Regions from separate parts of the Ovis aries genome. Here region 2 is linked to region 1. A link is a contact called in public Hi-C data. All regions are on one chromosome and are shown on one strand. Each heading gives the region's core, a stretch centred on a gene start, on an enhancer-like site or on the middle of the called end of the contact. The rest is flanking DNA. Distances are from core to core; before and after follow the strand shown.

Region 1 (2,678 bases), core at 47-2,546:
TTACCTGAAAGTGGAATTGCTGGATCATATGGTAATTCTGCGTTTAACTTTTTGAGAAACAACCATGCTGTTTTCCACAGTGACTGCTCCATTTTGCATTCTCACCAGCAGTGTATGAGGATTCCATTTTTTCCACATCAGCACTCGTATTCCTTTACAAAAAAAAAAATCTAGCCATCTTGGTGGGAGTGAAAGGGTATATCATTTTGGTGTTGATTTAAGTTTTCCTAGTGAATAATGATGTGGAGCATCTTGTCGTGTTCTTATCGGCCATTTGTATATTTTCTTTGGAGAAATGTCTGTTCAGGTTCTTTGCCTGACACTCATATTTTTGAGGCAGTATGGGAGGAAGGAGAGAAATAGATTAAGGAAGTAGATAGAGCCCAACTGGGTGGCTGGTTAGATAACGAGGATTAACACTGAGTCTTCCAGCCAGGGTAAGTGTGCAGATGATGAGCTATCAAGCGGGATAGCTCCCGTCGCTCCCAGAGAAGGGGCAGATTGGAGGGAAGATGTTTGGTTTTGGTGAGGTTACACTGAGCCTGGATGAACCTGGTTGTTGGGCCAATGGAGAGGCTGTAGGATGCACTGCCGTGGCTGCGTGTCTGGTTGGTTTCTTTGGAAAAGGGCAAGGCATATTTTTGGTTTTGTCTCCTTGCTTCCATCTAAGAAGCAACTTATGGAATTGTGTCATCATTAGGCTTATGTATCTGGCAAATGTGAACAATCATTGGTGTGGGGCACAGAATCTGAAACTTATGAACCAGATCCTCTCCTGTTGCTGGTTTCTCAGCCCTTAAGCACCTGCTTCATCAGATCAGTCCTTCAAAACTTGTGAGGTGCTGCTCTGAAGCCTTGGGTGTGAACATTCTTGACAACCATGGCTTCTGAGGCTTTTCCCAGTGACCACCCCAATTTTTCAAATGTTTGCAACCCCTTCATCCTTCCCCAGCTGCATGCCATTAGTGGTTAGTGCTAAGCAAGTACTCAGCATGTCACCCACAGCCCACTGAATTTCTCTGAATCACTCCTTGGCAAAACTGGATGTTGCATCACTGCATTCATTATATTGTGTCCAGTCGGGAAATTGGTGTTTGCATGGTCATACCCACCCTACAGTGGAGAGTGATGTTTAAGCAACTCTTCTACCCCCAAAGAAGCAGCCATTGGGAAAGAAGACCCCACGGTGGCTGCTTTTCTGTATTTCTAGAGCCATAGCAGGCTGGCAGCCATCACTAAGAAAGCATCCTTTCATGCAACTCAGGCTGGCAGTGTTTGCAGATTGTCCCCTGATGCCATCTGCCTGTGAAGCTGCACAAACCCCCAGTAACTGCTGTTCTAGCAGGCGCCGGGCTGCTGAGGTGGGAGTGCGTATACATACACGCGCATGCACACAGCTTTACGCTGTGTTGGCCTGGTGCGCCAGCTGAAACTCTCAACCTAGCAGAGCACCAGCCACAGTTGCTGGTTTCCGGTGGGGCCCTGGTAAGGGAGAAGAGGGCGAGGCTGTTGTGAACAGGGCCAGCAATCGGGGAATTGGATACGGTAACTAACACTTGGGTGTGTAGGAAGCTGCTAGGCAGTGGCTATGTTTTGACAAGCTTTTGTTCTGTTCTTTCCACCTCTGCCCAGGCCAAAGTGTGGCCTCCCACCAAATTTTCCATCTTCCTGTTCATTCATTGAAGGACCCATGCCCAATTCTTGCCCCAGCCTCTTTCTAAAAAACACATCTTTCCTCTTTGAGCCCTTCCTGACACCCAGGTATGCTTTGACTCCAGGCACTTCACTTTCCCTTCTTCCCAAGTCAATGTGATCCTGGGTCCAGACAAGCCCAGAACCCCAGCCCAGATCTGCAGCTTGTGAATTACTATCATTTCTGACTTTTACTGCTTTTGAACATAATTATGTAAATTATTAAGCAATTTGAAATGATTGTATCAGGCATCAGGTTTTAAAAATCCAGATCTTAATGGAGCTTTGATAAGAGACTACCTCATGTAAACTTTGTGTGTAAAGCGTTAGGTATTTTGGGCTTGAATTTCTGTTCCAACTCCTCAGCTCTGCTGTTGTGGCATCAGAATAGCCATAGCAAATACCTAAATGAAATGAATGGGCTTGTATTATAATGAAATTTTATTTACAAAAACACATGGTGGGCTTAGTTTGCCGACCTCTGGCTTAGAACGATAGTCTTTAGTTTGTTATCTCTGTACTTTTCTCGGTTAAGGATTTAAAAGCCAGAGGAACTTGGTAACTGTAAATGAACTTAAGTCTTCTTTTGGGTTTAGCATTATTGTGAGCGCAATGGTGATGTGGGAATATACTTCTTTAAACCCCTGTTGGAAGAATAGAAACCAGAAAGTTTTTGAGGGGTGACTGTCCTTGGCCAAAGCTTGTTGTTCAAAAAGTAGAACAGGCTGTCCCTTAGAGTTGTATGGTGGCCTTTATGATCACTTGAGCATAGTCACAGAAGGTTGCATCACTGTATTGGACATTATTCTGTTTTATAGGACCAGGTGCTTCTCTACTAAATGTAAGGAAAACAAACAACAGACACATAGGAAATGGTGTTTCTAAAATGTTGCACTGAGTTGAGGTCACTGTAGTGCATTCTAGAAAGCTGAAGCTTAAAATAGAGACATTTGGAAATGTTAAACTACAATCTTGTTTTCCTTTTC
Region 2 (2,678 bases), core at 61-2,560, 130 kb before region 1:
ATGAAGCTACTGATTTCTTGTTGGTAAGACCCTGACTTTGAAGGGTTTTTTGGTTTGTTTTAAGCTAATGAAACAGTTATAAGTACATCTTTCTGTAGAAATCCCAGGATGTAACCAATTTACAAGAGTTGCCCCAACATTATTGTTGAGGCAGGAAGACAACCTGTATTTGGTAAGGGGTCTGTTTTTGTCACTTGTGGATTCACTAACCCTCAGTCTCCTCCATTTTTCAGTGGTCAATTATTTAGTTTCTTTGAATGTAATTTCTTTATTGTCTTTATTTTCTCTCTTCCTGAATGTCTCCCATCTATTTCACTATCTCTTCCTACCACCAGATGGTGGAAAGGGAAAAGGAAATAACGAGTCGGTAAATGAATGTGGTGGATGTCAGAGTATGGTGAAAGGTGTGGTAGTGAAAGGACTCCAAAAGGAGCTTGTGCGTTACCTGTGAACTAACATAAATTCGCTGTTTTCATTTTAGTGCCCACTCAAGGGTAGGCTGCCCTGATCTGGGGATCAGCTCAGTGTGGCACAATGTTGCCTGTTGGTGGGGAATTGGCTCAGTGGATTCCTGGGAACATGAGAGCCTGGAACATTGCTGAGCAGTGAATCCCACCTGACTCAGGCAGGGGGGTGCTGGGTTAGGAGTCCGTATGAGGGTCGGTGTGTGGCGATGCAGCCCACTGGCTTCACTTCTCTTTCTGCATCTCCAACCCACCACCCCCTACAAGCCGAACTCGCGCCTGGTCTGCCGTTCCCACGCTGCACTGAAGGGAAACAGCGTTCCTCTCCCTCCGTAGGATAAACCCCTTCTCCTTCCCAACAGCCCCCTCTGTGAAGCCTTCTGGGTTGCCGAGACGCCCCGGGATTACCTGTCATCACCCTCAGCAGGTGTTCAGCCCCTCACCTGCCCACGGTCTCCCCTCCCCCAACCTGGCCTCCACCTCACGTCGCACCTTTGGGATCAGCTTTTTCCATCTCCTTTCCACGTGCCCCTCCACCTGGACGCCCCCTCCCCTCAGACCCTTCCTCCCCTCCTCTGGTCTCGAGGAGTCTCGCGGCATTTCCCGGGGCGTTAGCGGAGCCGCCAAAGGTGGGGGGCAGCCTCGCAGAGCTGGGTCCCTCCCCAGCAGGCGGTGAGGGGGGCGCCGGAGCGCAGCAGTCACAGAGACGCCCCGGGCGCCAGCCCGGTCCCTCGAAGGCTCCGCCCACTGGCCCCGCCCCTCCAGCCCCGCCCCCGCCCTGGCGGCCGCGCGTCCCCGGCAGGCGGAGCCGCAGGAGCGGCGGCGGCGGCGGCGGCGAGGAGGAGGGGAGAGCGGGCTGCGCGGCCGCGACTGCTGGGCACTGGGCTGGGTGGCGCTTTTTTTTTTTTTTTTTTTTTCGCAATTTCCACTAGCGGGGAGCAGGAAACCCGGCGCAGCCGGGCGCAGCGGGTCGCGATGCAGCAGCAGCAGGAGTCGCCCCGGGGCAGCAGCAGCAGCAGCAGCAGAGGCAGCAGCGGGCGGCTTTGAGCCGCCGCGGCCGCCGCTACAGAGGAAAAAGCCGACCCAGCCATCCGACCCCCGCGCCCACATACCAGCGCCCCGAATCCCGCGCCCAGGTCCCGGCGCCTTGACCCCCGCGTCCGCCTCCGCTAACTTTCACGCTGCCTCGGCGGCCCGGCCCGGCTCGACGCCAATGGGTGAGTGGGGGGCGAACGGGTGCTCACCGCAGCCTGGGGCGGCGCGCCTGTCCCGGGACCGCGGAGCTGAGGAGGGCGCCCTAGGGGCAGGGCCCCGGCGGGTGACACCGGGGTGGGCACCCTGCCTGCCTCGCGCGCCCCTGTTCACTCCCACTCGCGCCCGCGTCCCTGCCGAGCCCGCCCGGCGCCCACTGGAACCCCGCGGGGGCCTGGGTGGAAGAGCGCGGGGGCCGGCCCGGGGCGGCTGGCGCGGAGGGATGCAGGGGGTGTGGTTGGCTTTTCGGGTGGGCGGGGAGAGTTTTGTCTTGGCCATTTTCTCGCCCCCAGCGCGCCTTCCTTGCGCTGAGGGCGGGGGTACCGGGAGCTGGTGGGCTCCGGCCCTGCGCGCCGCTTGCCATTCCCGCCTGGCCCCGCTGCAGAGGCGGCGGGGGCCCGGGTGCCTTTGCCGGGGGCTGACGTGGTGGTGGGGGTGGCGGGAAACGCCCCATTACCCGGGCTGGCGTGCAGTCCTAGGGTCTGAAGCGCCTTGACCCGCCTCCCTTGACGTCCCTCTTCCTCTCAGCCCTGAACCCCTCTCTGCCAGCCTGCCTCTCTTCAGTCTGGCAAGCTCTCTGCTCGGTGATGCTCAAAGGGCACTTCCCACACCCTCTAAGTCTGCAGGGTTGGGGAACTGGAAAGGGTGATATAGTCCTTGATTTACTGGTCAAAGATCAGTTCTAAGTAGCCAACAAACTGTTATGTCCCCTGGGTCCCATCTGGTATAGACCCCAGAGTATTGGAGCCACGTTGCCCAGACGAACTGGCACTTTATTGGGCAATGGACTTGAGATTGCCGGGGCTGTTAAACGTTTGGCCCACCCAGGTAATATTCTTGGTGGTAGGCAGTCTGTTTTTCATGCCTCTGGCAGATTACTTTGAGGTGTTTCTAGGCCAAGTATAGGAAGACTGTAGATTTTAATAAATCATAATGAAGTGAGACCTTTCTGGGTTCAGGTCA

What was found. A called contact is a pair of places that touch in the nucleus more often than the background predicts.
Region 2: a Hi-C map of hypothalamus shows a contact between it and region 1, with 4 times the contacts expected there. The contact joins the promoter of SH3KBP1 here to the enhancer-like site in region 1. A contact is called at or near these places in 4 of 16 Hi-C or Micro-C datasets (blood, hypothalamus, liver and 1 more).

The regions. Positions count from the first base shown.
Region 1 is chrX:18,281,094-18,283,771 of ARS-UI_Ramb_v3.0, reverse strand. The region is part of intron 1 of SH3KBP1 (SH3 domain containing kinase binding protein 1); the gene reads left to right. Among named protein-coding and RNA genes, the nearest start is that of SH3KBP1, 130 kb to the left of the region's middle. Within about 2 kb of position 1,296, at least 11 of the 54 cell types and tissues checked have an H3K27ac peak or open chromatin away from gene starts, as enhancers often do. A contact at or near this core is called in hypothalamus, where this site is marked.
Region 2 is chrX:18,406,791-18,409,468 of ARS-UI_Ramb_v3.0, reverse strand. SH3KBP1 (SH3 domain containing kinase binding protein 1) reads left to right here and starts at 1,310. Exons shown (of 16, transcript XM_060407724.1): 1 at 1,310-1,681.